Regions from separate parts of the Mus musculus genome. Here region 1 is linked to region 2. Evidence: chromatin contacts called from public ChIA-PET data. All regions are on one chromosome and are shown on one strand. The core of a region is the stretch at or near the end of the contact, and the rest is flanking DNA. Distances in the headings are between cores, read along the strand shown. Region 1 holds the start of Reps1 (RalBP1 associated Eps domain containing protein). Region 2 overlaps Abracl (ABRA C-terminal like).

Region 1 (6,018 bases), core at 265-2,764, 48 kb after region 2:
GTGCCAGAGTTCTTCTTTCTGTTTTCTGGGCTGTTTGAGATAGGGTCTAGGTTGGCCTTCTGTGTTCTGTGAGGCTGAACATGACCTTGAACTTCTGATCCTCCTGTCCTCTACCTCCCAAATGGCTGGGATTACAGGTAAGCACCACCACACTTGATCTATGCAGTGCTGGGAATAGAACCCAGGGCGTTGTGCACACAGTGCTCTAACAAATGAGCTATATCCCCAGCCCTCTATGTCTGCTCATTCTTATAATGATGTCCCCTTAATGGGCTCTATGTAACAGAGAATAAAAACCAAACTTGAAAAGCCCTCTGTGTAATCTTCCTTGGCTCCCGTTTCTGAAATACTTCATATTTAATGCTGACAAGGTCGCGGGCTGACTGGTGATGGTATCCCTTCACTAGGAAAGAAAAGGCAGGGGATCAAGAGTTCAAGTCCAGCCTGACTTCATAGAGTTTCAGGAAAGAAATACTTTTAAAAGATTAAAGGCTCGTTAAGGGTCTATGAACTCCAGAGACAGATGCAGATTAAGACTCCCCCCCCCCCACCCCCCAGAGGAAGGAAGGGATGGTGAGCAACAAGAGGGCCTGGAGTTGGCTGAAGGCCTACACAGGTTTCCCGAGTGGATGGCATAAACCGACAGTATTTGGTTCTCGGTGAAAAAAAAAAAAAAAAAAGGTGACTTTTTTTTTCTTTATTTCTATTTTTTCAAACTTGGTTTTACAGAAGACCCGGCTTGGGACCAGATCGAGTTCAGCCTTGGTTTAAGCGTCCACACCTGAGCAAGCTTCCCTGCTTCAGTGGACGGCGCAAAGCGATGCACTTATCCTCGTTAAGTGCAAACCGTTAGGAAATGCTGCACGCCAGAAGCTGCCGCACCCCAGCCCGCAGTGCGACCTGAACCCTCCGCGTCGCTGGGACGCCGGTCGGTCCCCAAGTGCCCCCAGCCTGGGGTCCTCGCGGAGGGCGCCCAGGGCCACTCGCCGCGCCCCGCCGTGCCGCGGGGCTCCGGCCAGCAGGGGGCGCTGCGGCCCGCTCTCCCGGGAGCGGCCGAGCCAGCCCGGTGGGTGTTTCTCTCTCTCTCTCTCCCTCTCCCTCTCCCTCTCGCGCTCTCTCCTCCCGGCCTCACATCCGGGTCTGGAGCGCGGCCGCCGCTGTCAGTGCCGGGCCGGGGCGCAGTCAATGGCGGCCGAGGGAGGCGGAGCGGCGGCCACGCGCAGCCCCGAGCCCCCGAAACTTTAGACTTCGGAAGCCCCACAACTTCTCGGAGGGGGGCGCGTGGGCGGAAGGGGAAGCCGAGGCGGGAAGCCCGAGGGACGCGGCCGAGCCCGGAGCCGCCGCCTCCTTTTCCCCACGCCGAGCTTGCGGCCGCGCACAGCCGCGCGCCACCGCCGCCGGCTGCCCCGGGCCACACGAGCTCGCGGCCCCGCGGGGAGGCCGTGCCGTGCGCAGTACCCCGCCGGCCGCCCCGGGTCGCGGGGCCGGCGCCCGGGTGGTGCATGCGGGGCGGGGCGGCCGCCGGGCCGAGGCGAAGATGGAAGGCTTGACGCTGAGCGACGCCGAGCAGAAATACTACTCGGATCTCTTCTCCTACTGCGACATCGAGAGCACCAAGAAGGTGGTGGTCAACGGGCGAGTGCTCGAGCTGTTCCGGGCCGCGCAGCTGCCCAACGACGTGGTCCTCCAGGTACCGCCGCGTCCCCGGCCGCGCGGGCCCCGGGCAGCGGCAGCGGGAGTGGGCTCCCCCGGGGACGGGCAGAGGCCGCAGGTGCGGGAGCGGGGTGCGCGGGGACCCCTGGAGGGGGAGGGCTCGCCGTCCGGGTGGGGGCGGGGGTCTGCGGAGCCTGCATCCCTCCGGCAGCCTGTGCACTGGAAGAGCAAGGTCCCGGGTCTCTCGGGTTGTGTGTGCATCCTAGCGTCTGCTGGATATGCCTACTATAGTCACATAGCTCTTCGACTCCCGCACAATAGGAAAGTTACGACTATAGGCAGGCAAAATGCCATATGGATTTTTGAGCGAGCCGAGCAGACTCGATGAAGTGAGATTTGTTACGCTTAAGGTATCCAAGAAGCAGGTGGTTTGGGTTTTTTTTTTAGGGGGGGGGTTGTTTTGTTTTGTTTTAAATTTAAGGAAGCTGTGTTCTTAGGGGAGACTAAGAAATTTGAACTTCTGGCTGATACTTGGCATGTAGATAGATGTGAAAAGAACTTGGTCGTAGAATGGGTGGCCGGTGGACAGTATCTTCTAGTGCCCTTCCCGGGAATAGTCAGTGGAGCTTGTGGGTTTGGTTTGGGATTTATTGAACAGCTGGAATCAGACAGCGGATAGTCTCCTCAGTCTGTAACTCTGCCACTCGTAACTCTGTAGCAGCAAGGGTAAACCTTCTTTGTCGCCTGTTTTAGAAGTGCTAATATTTGTGATGAGCATTAATGCTACTGCTTAATGATTCATAGCTGCTATAGTAAGAGCCTGTTTAAACTGTATGGGAGGAAGGAACCGTCTTAAGTTTTCATCCTCATATTGATCCCAAGCCAGTTATCCAAATCTCCAAACACATGGAGATGGAAGTGGATATAATGCAGTGGAAGCAGAATATTGGGCCAGAGGTTTGATTTTACTTTGTTTTGAGACAGCTTATTGCTTTATATCCCAGACTAGCCCTGAACTCAGGGTCCTGTTGCCCCCTCAACTGCTCAGGTGCTGGGACGTGGGTGTGGGCTGGGCCAGGAGTCTCCAGGCTTTTAGAAATCTCATCACTCTGCCTCCTCAGCCTCCAGTTCTCTGAGGCCCATCTTAGAGTGAAAGTCAGTTTTCTTCTAACAGAAACCCTTGTGATATAAAAATTTCTACACACACCTCGAATATAGACAATACCCGAGTGCCTACTGTGGTTTAGGGAGTGAATTCTTTCTCACTTTGCTTTTGTTTCATTTTGTCATTTTTTCTTAACCCTGGGGTGTGGTGGGGAAAGGTGAGTGTTTTAGGTACCAGGGAAGGATAAGAAAGTCTCAGATCTGTGCTGCTGAAGAGGACAACATAGTGACAATTTTAGGCTTTCCCAACAATTCAGATTCTGTGTGGATTCACTGTTTTTGTTTTTATGGCCCTCTTACGATGAGGAAACCAGGTTTAGCTTGGGTTCACACAAAACATCCCATAGTTTGCTGATGGGTTAAATGATATGGGGCTAGTGTCTAATGGATTTGGTACAAAACTTACAGGTTCTGGACAAGAAGCCCCCCATATTCTATTTTAGCTCATGTCTTTGGGGTTCAGAGTTAACTGGAAATGACTTTGTCATTCTAATGGTACACAAGACTTTTTTAGGGTGTTTACATGTTTAGGGCATAGAAATTAGTGTCCATTAACCTCCAGCTGAGATATGTTCAATTGAATCCAACTTATTTTCATATTTTACTCAATTGTATTGGCATTTGAAAATAAATTTCTATTATCTTTGTACATAGGTAGCTTAAGTCGTTTAAATATTTGGGATTCAATTACACGTTGGAAATTGTAGGATCCCTGAAGCAAGACTTCCACAGTAACATGATCAGGTTGACGATCCCTGACCAGGATATCTGCAGTACTCCTAACCTGAAAACTTTGAGGGCCAAAATATCACAAGTGGAAAATTCCATATTATGAAACTTTCTTGTTCAGAATTATCATTCTTTTAAATTGACTCTCAAACTGTGGGACTACTGTGCATATGAGATGTAAAGAGATCTCTTCAAACTTGGATCCTACCCCCAAGATATCTCATTGTGTGTACACAAACCTTCAGTTTCAAGCATTGCTGATAAAGAATAGCCAACCTGTACTGAATAGCAATCTGGAGTCTTGAAGGCAGCTTACTTAAAATTTGGCCTAAGACATAGAAATGTGAGACTGAAGGGGAATGTGGATTTAGTTTCTCTTATGAGAGTTTGAGATTTTCTGAAAACAGCATTCCATGGCTCTCAGGGAGAAGCATTGGGGGTAATTCAAACATATCCCAGTTTTGTTCTCTTTGTTGAGCTAGATGTTGGAGGTTCAACAGAAGCACAAGGTGCTCTGAGGGCTTTGTAAATTACAGGACCATTCAGGTGTAAAGAAAAGTGGACCTGGGAGAGGCACGTTGTGTTCACAAGCACAAAGGAGATAAAGACACAGTTCAGATGGACTTCTGCGTTGAGATGGGGAGGGGAGATCTGCTTCCAGGCCGAGGAAAAATATGACCAAAGTCATCCGAGCCTTTTCAAGGACTAGTAGATAGTAAGATTTTACCTAAGCTAAAATATGTTTGGAGCTAATGAAACAGTTAGGAAGAGGCCCTATTACTAAAGACTGGGGGCAGGAGACTTCATACATTCAGTAGGCAGCAGTGGAGAAGCTTGGGAAGGTTTTGGCTTTGAATGTAGTGAGCATAGAGGATGGGGAAGGAGGCTCTTCCAGAGGTCTGGCATGGCTGCTGGGTAATGCACACCCAAACCAGAGGGACAGCCCTCGAATGGAAAATAAGGGTGGGTGTCCTTCTGAAGAGCAGCTGGGTTCGTACTGCTTTACTGTGTGAAGTGCCTTGTGGGACAGTACTTAATGGAGTCCAGATGATCAAGACTGGACCGGGAGCTCAGAACTAACTGTGAAGGGTATTTGAAAGAAATGATTCATAAAAGCAGTACCTGAGGAGGCTTTTGTCAGTGATAGAGCAGAGGTTGGTTATCTTGGGGCTGATTTTGTATCAAAGATAGGAATGGTGAGGACCTGGGCCAGTAACACACGAAGCACGGGGTCATGGAGCCGGTGACAGGGTTCCGTGGGTAAAGGTATCTGCTGCCAAGCCTAATGGCCGGTTTGATCCCCAGGACCCACGTGATGGAAGGGGAAAACTGACTCCCTTAAGTTGTCTTCTGACCTCCAACAAGTTATGACATATGCCTTACAAATGCCCATACATTACTTTTTAAATAATAAAATATTTAAGAACATCAAGAAACAGGGTGAAAGAGGACAATATATGGGGGAGTGATTTTTATACTCTCAGACCATTTGTCAATGTCTAACGATATTCTGGGTTGTTATAAAATGGGAGAGGGAATGGTTTTGCTGGCATGTAGTGGGTAAAGGCCAGAGATACGATTTAATAGCCCAGAGTGCATGTATAACAACTATCTGCCTCAAAATGTCAGTATTATTGAGATTTGAGACCTGGCACGGACTCTGACAGGAGACAGGAAATGGCTAGAGTTTCAGGAGTTATTCTGAAGGCAAACTTGGTTAAGTGTGGTCTACTTGGCATAATTTGGATGGGAGAGATGGTGGCAAGGATGGGGGCCTGGTGTAGAGAGGACCGCTGAATGTGACTGCAGGCCTTGCGGATGCTGCTCACCTTCATCAAGGAAACAGACGTCTTATTATGGTGAAAGTGGGTTCTGTTCACGTGTTGGCAGTCTCTTCCTCACGTATATCGAGGGCAGGGAGCCGACTGGTTCACATACACGTTGGGACCTTGATTGGTCCAGTATTTTTCAACATTAGTTAATAAAAGTCACGAGAGAGGGCTGAGTCATCTGGAGAAATGAGGTAGAGAACAAAGAACAGAGGGCCTGGAGCTGAAGCAGGAAGGGGCTGGCGCTGAGCGCCCAGGCGAGCTGTCCTCTTGCAGGAGCTCTGATCCCTGCCCAGCCCTGGGAAGTGGGCATCGGGCGTTCTTATCAACAGGAGCTTGGGAGGCAGGAAGTTACGGAATAGTGAATGTCCTTCCCTTCCCATTATCCCTTGCCACCTTGAAGCTGGTTCTTCACTGGAGCTAAGTCACTCCGACTTGGGTTGGCTTGCTTTTGAGTTATATGTGGTCTTTTTCTTTTGAATAGAGAAGAGTTTAATTTATAATGAGGCCTCAAACAGTCACTTCAGAGAGAGGTAGATTCTTGTGATTGTTTTCTGGGTGCAGACTGACACAGTTTTATACCATTATATATTATATGTATTATATATATGTGTGTATATAATGTGTATACAAGTGTTCTATT
Region 2 (5,575 bases), core at 422-2,921:
TTGTTGTTATTGTTTTTGTTTTTGCTTAACAGGAGTGATCATGTCCTCTAAATTACTCTCATAAATTACTCTCATAAATCCCGAAGACTTTATAAGGAAAGGTGTGTTGGAATGCAGTCACTCTTCCTTGCCCAGTCTACAGGCCTTTTAAATATCTCAGCAATGAGGTCTTGTGTAGAAGCTCTAGTTCTCTAACCACGCTCTGAATTGTAGGCCTAACCTTACCACCACTATATGCCTAGCCTCACCACAGCTACAGCCATAACTAACTAGAACAGGGGTAGCCAGCTGGCCCAGTCAACCTTTGGCTGGCCCTGACCCACAAGTGGCTTGGCAGATAAAGTTGTCAGTTACATACAAACTGAGCCTCTTGGACTTCTACTGAGCATCTGTTTTGGTTTGGCTCTAATGAACAAATGATAACACTGCACATTTATAGGGTACACTGTGATATTTTAATACATGCATTGTGTAATTATTAAATCAAGATGATTAGTACTTCAACCACTTCTCATTTCTTTGTGGTGAAAACATTTCTTTTTTAAATTCCTCTCTTCTCATTATTTTCAAGTACTTAATGTGACAGTTAATTATCGCCCACTGTACAGCAGAAAAATTAGAAATTACCTTTCCCATCTAATGGCAATGCTGTACCTGATGCCCAATACTTTCCTCAGGCATTTGAAGTCAGATGTAGAGGCATACACTATAGGAAACTAAGCTGACTGTTGGAGGATGTTTATGTGCACTGTGTATCTGAATGCTAATTTCTGTACCCAGAGATCTGGTTGCACTCCAGACTTTGGTTGGTATGACTCAGTATTTTGTAAAACCTGGTGCTTCCTCACCTTCTGGTTGGTTATAAAAGAACTATAACCGGGCAAGAGAGCAAAAGACTGGGCTCCTGTGCATGGAGAAAGGGAGAGGGTCTCACGTGGGGACCAAAGGAGTTGCTATTGGGACACGGATGAAAAGGGAGGTGCCAGGAGAGACTAAGATGGCAGGTAATGGGCCACGGGGCTGGGAAGTAAGCCAGGCCAGCATCGTGTAGTTAAAACAGCTCAGAGTCTGCCCAGCTAGAGCGCCTGAAGCTTAATAAATAGAAAAGTCTCCAAGTCATTATTCAGAGCCAGGGCGGGCATACAAAAGCCCCTACTTTTACAACTGAGTTAGAGAAAAGATGGGAGAAGGGAAAGTTAAGCAAAGAGAAAGCTAGAATCTATGAAAATGGTGAGGTGGTACCAACGTGGCAGCCTCAGTGCTGTGAAAAGATGCTCATGGATGTGCTTGGGCTCCATCTGGACCTACAGAATCGGATCTCCAGAGTACTTGGGTATAGAAAGGATACAAAATGATGGGGGGGGGGGGTTACAAAAGCCATTCAGATACCCTCCAGGAGGGAATCATCATCTCAAGCTACTCTCTCATGGCTCCTTTATGAATTTCATGAAATCTTCTGTCTTACTAAATGTCCCATGTCCACCCTGAGAGTTAGCCCCTTCACATAGCTAAGTGGATTTCCATTCTGTCTAAATTAAAGTATCTAAACAAACAGTAACTCAGAGGGGGATATGTAGAAAAAAAATTTTTTAAAGAAATGTTGTTGAGGCTGCCAGAGAGAGAGAGCCTACAGGAGGTGGGGTTTTCACACTGAGTCATCTTCCAGAAAAGCAGGTTTGCTTTTTGATTTCTCACCAGCAAAGCCTCCTGAGAAGTTGATTTTCTTTGCAGAGTTATTTATAACTGATTTTTTTTAAAAGGAAAAGGAAACCCCAAGATGGTTTTGCATATAGATAAATTAAAGATGGTACATTTCTCTTGGGTTTCTCTAGACACAGAGGACCATGGTTATAAACCCAATAACCCAGGTTATCATATGTTTTTATAATTTGTCAGCTCAAGGGCTTTCCCCACAGTATTGTCTAGAGCCATAGGCATACTCCAGACACTAGGGAAACCTGGATGTAAGTGGTACAATTAAATCCCTCAAATCAACTTTTTTAGCTTGTTTTTAAATTATGACTCTAGGACACTAAGGCATGGTTGGATCATCTCTGATGGAAACAAAAATAAATTTGCATATGCAAGAGTAGTATGTATCTTTAGCCAGTATTCAATTAACAGCCTTTTACCATATTGACAACAAGCTATAATTAGATTGCCATATAATTTCAATACATAAGATCCTGTTGTAGAACTTGAAAGCTTACTGCATAATAAGTGGTGTCTATCAAACTCTTTCTTGCAGTTCTTGATGATCCACTGTTAAGACATAAACTTAGAATTGTTATATCTTATTAATTCAGCACCAGGTGTTATTATACATGCCTTTAGTTCCAGCACTGGGGAGGCAGAGGCAGGCAGATCTCTGAGTTTGAGGCCAGCCTGGTCTACAGAGTGAGTGCCAGGACAACTAGGACTGTTAACACAGAGGAAACCGGTCTCAATAGCAAACAAACAATTCAAAATAATGTCCCAGCCTTCCTTTGCGGTGCAGATCTTGAGTCTTGACTCTTTTACCCTCCTCAAGTTACTTGACTTTATGCCATTCTATGAAGTGACAACCCTACACCTAAAATCCTTCTGTGCCGTTTAGTTTTGCCAACTTAACACAAACTAATCACCTGGGAAGAGGGAAGCTCCATTGAGGAATTAGACCCATCAGACTGACTGATTAGCCTGTAGGCTTATCTATAGGGAATTTTCTTTATTAGTAATTGATATGGGAAGGCCTAGTCCACTATGGATGGTGCTACCCCAGGCAGAGGCTCCTGGGTTGTATAGGAAAGCAAACTGAGCATATTACTAAGGCAATTAACTGGAACCCCATTTGTAGCCAAAAAGAGAGATTTCACTGTAAATTTGACCAAAATAAAATTTATAACTATGAATGATCCAACTAACATCTATATACAAAGTTGTTATGAAAGAAATGGCCAGCCAGGCAATGGTGGTTCACACCTCTAATCCCAGCACGAGGAAGGCAGAAGCCTAGAACTCTGTGAATTTGAGGCCAGCCTGGTCTACAGAGCAAGTTCCAGGACAGCCAAGGCTACACAGAAAAACCTTGTCTCAAAAAAACAAAAACAAAAGAGAGAGAGAGAGAGAGACAGAGACAGAGAGAGAGAGACAGACAGAGAGACAGAGAGAGAGAGAGAGAGACAGAGAGAGAGACAGAGACAGAGACTGTTGCAGGATACTTGATCACATTGTGAACCCCATGATTGTGAACTGGAAAAACCTTATCTGGTGTGGCTCAGCCCTAGAACATACATGTTACCTAAGAGGTTCCTGTTTATTGTAAACAGGTTGTTGTGGTGTGGCCTTAGCACACACCTTTAACCCAAGAGCTTCCTATAAAGAAGAGCTAAATAAAGCCACGTGGCTAAATAAATAGATGGTACAACCAACCAGTTGATTGGGACTGAACTTAAGAAAACCCAAGAGAAAGAAGGGTTTTGGACAGCATGGAGAAAGAGGAGTGCTTTTTTTCTAGTAAGGTCAGCTGGGTGCTTTCTCTAACTCTCTGAGCAAGCAGGTTTTCACCCCAGCATCTGGCTCCTGACTCTTCTTCAGTAAATCAAACATTTGGGATTTTGTTTTTTTAAACAACAGCAGGCCACCTAGAATCCAAAGGGAAATGTAGAAGACTATATTGCGGGTATCAGTGTAGATAAGAATGCTAGTTAGCCAACTTTCTCAAAACAGTAGCCATGACAAGTTTGAGTCATGGTTCTGTCACAGCAGAAAACCACTTTAGAGTTTTTCTTACAAGTATGTTTAGAAGACATTTGCCTTCTGCCAATCACTTCTTCCATAGGATTCTTGTGTAATTCTTTGCTGGTCCAACTCTTCACCCACCATGAACTTAACTCCCTGTGCAGGGCACTTGCTCTCACCTTCATGTGACAAAAACATCACATTCATCATGAGAAGCCCATGTTCCAACTTTTCCCTGTGGACCCCAGGCTGGCCCCAAATCCGTGATCCTCCTAGCACAACCCCAGTTAAGCTAGGAAGGTGTCACTATGCCTTCTTTCTGGCCCCAGTTTTGGTCGATTCCTTTCTTTCTGGTTTCTGAGTTTCTAATGAGATTATCTATTCTGAATCACCGATCCGTGACATGTCCTTCCTGACCAGCCTCATGGCTTACCTTTAACAAGATCCTGCAGGCTAATGCACACCCCTGCCTTTGCGATAGTCATCCTCATTTGTCCCATCTTCCTCCCTCTAATCAGTTCCCATCACTTCTCAGTGCTCCCTCTGCTCCCTCTGTGATGCACAGTTTAGATGCTGTGGCCTTCACTGATTTTATCCTGCTTGATAGTCTCCATCATCTTCAGTTGTGTACTGTGGCTGCAATATGAAGTCTCACACAGCCACATATTGTTTGACTCTAAGTGAACGGTGAAGAGATTTACTTTTTGCCTTATCCCCTAACTCAGGGCTAAGTTTGCATCCATTACAATAATACTATCCACTCTTATTTGTTTAATTTTGTGGTGTTAAGATTTGTTTCTAAATTAAGGTCACTACACTAATTTTGATACAAAAACTCATTTGTATCAAATGAGGCACATTCACACTTAAATGACAAAACACAGCCACCAGGAAATTTAAAGGCAGTTACATTTTTTTTATTCCATAAACAACATTTTTCATGGCAGCTGGTCTGCAGTTTGCTTCTTGCTTTGACAGAATGTCAAGTGCCTGTAGAAATTGTCTTAAGAATGGTTTAAGAGAACAAAAGCTTTTTCACACCTCCAAAAATGTTTCATTACCTACATTTCCCAATTACCTTCTTAAGAAAAATAATAGGTTTTGTTTATTTTACATTGTAATGTTTTGCTTCAAGGTATAAAAACAGGACTTCTCAACAAGCCCCCCTTTGTTTACAAAGTTCTATAAAAATACATAAGGAAATTCACGTTAGTCTTTTAACTTAGTTATTCCAGTTTATCAGATACACCAAGCCATGCAAACCACATTAATCTTGCAGCAATACAATGTCAACATCATCATGAACACCTTGCAAAAGTAGTTCCCCTGCGTATGTAACAATCTTCCTTCGTTTTGCAGCTTTCAGAGTTCCTACCAACGCTTCAAAGAGATTGGCACATCTGTCATCCTGGAAGAGGACCCCAAACTTCACACTTAATTTTCCATCAGCATCTAATTGGAGAAACACAACATTAGTAAATGTCTTACCTCCATGAATGGCAAACTTGGAAATATCTAACCAGGGGTAACCATGATTAGAATTTAACAACCGAACCTTTTCCAACCCTGAAGCAGCAGAATAAACACACTGTGCTTTCTAGACAAAACTTCAAAGGACAGAAAGACGCGTTTATAAAATGTGGTCAGTCACGGTGACACGCACCTTTGATCTCAGCACTCAAGAGGCAGGCAGATTTCTATGAGTTCAAAGCCAGGTATGGTCTACATAGAAATTTTTAAGCCATCCAAGGCTACACTGTGAGACCTGGCCTCAAAGTTTAAAAGCAAAACAAACAAACAAAAAAAGTAAATATGCTGTACTACTAAGGTTGTTGATAATTTTTTTTTCAATTTT

What was found. ChIA-PET counts read pairs in DNA pulled down with a chosen protein or histone mark.
Region 1: an RNA polymerase II ChIA-PET map of effector CD8 T cells shows a contact between it and region 2, with 61 read pairs. The contact joins the promoter of Reps1 here to the enhancer-like site in region 2. A contact is called at or near these places in 2 of 15 datasets of contacts at CTCF or cohesin (CD8 T cells and the NIH/3T3 cell line), 1 of 484 Hi-C or Micro-C datasets (peritoneal macrophages), 3 of 115 datasets of contacts at active chromatin or transcription factors (effector CD8 T cells and embryonic stem cells) and 3 of 9 other capture datasets (adipose tissue, liver and pancreatic islet).

The regions. Positions count from the first base shown.
Region 1 is chr10:18,054,426-18,060,443 of GRCm38.p6, forward strand. Reps1 (RalBP1 associated Eps domain containing protein) reads left to right here and starts at 1,515. Exons shown (of 20, transcript NM_009048.2): 1 at 1,515-1,690. The coding sequence starts at 1,538.
Region 2 is chr10:18,006,645-18,012,219 of GRCm38.p6, forward strand. Abracl (ABRA C-terminal like) reads right to left here. Exons shown (of 3, transcript NM_028440.1): 3 at 4,616-5,172. The coding sequence ends at 4,988. Among named protein-coding and RNA genes, the nearest start is that of Abracl, 14 kb to the right of the region's middle. Within about 2 kb of position 1,672, at least 22 of the 459 cell types and tissues checked have an H3K27ac peak or open chromatin away from gene starts, as enhancers often do. A contact at or near this core is called in CD8 T cells and effector CD8 T cells, where this site is marked.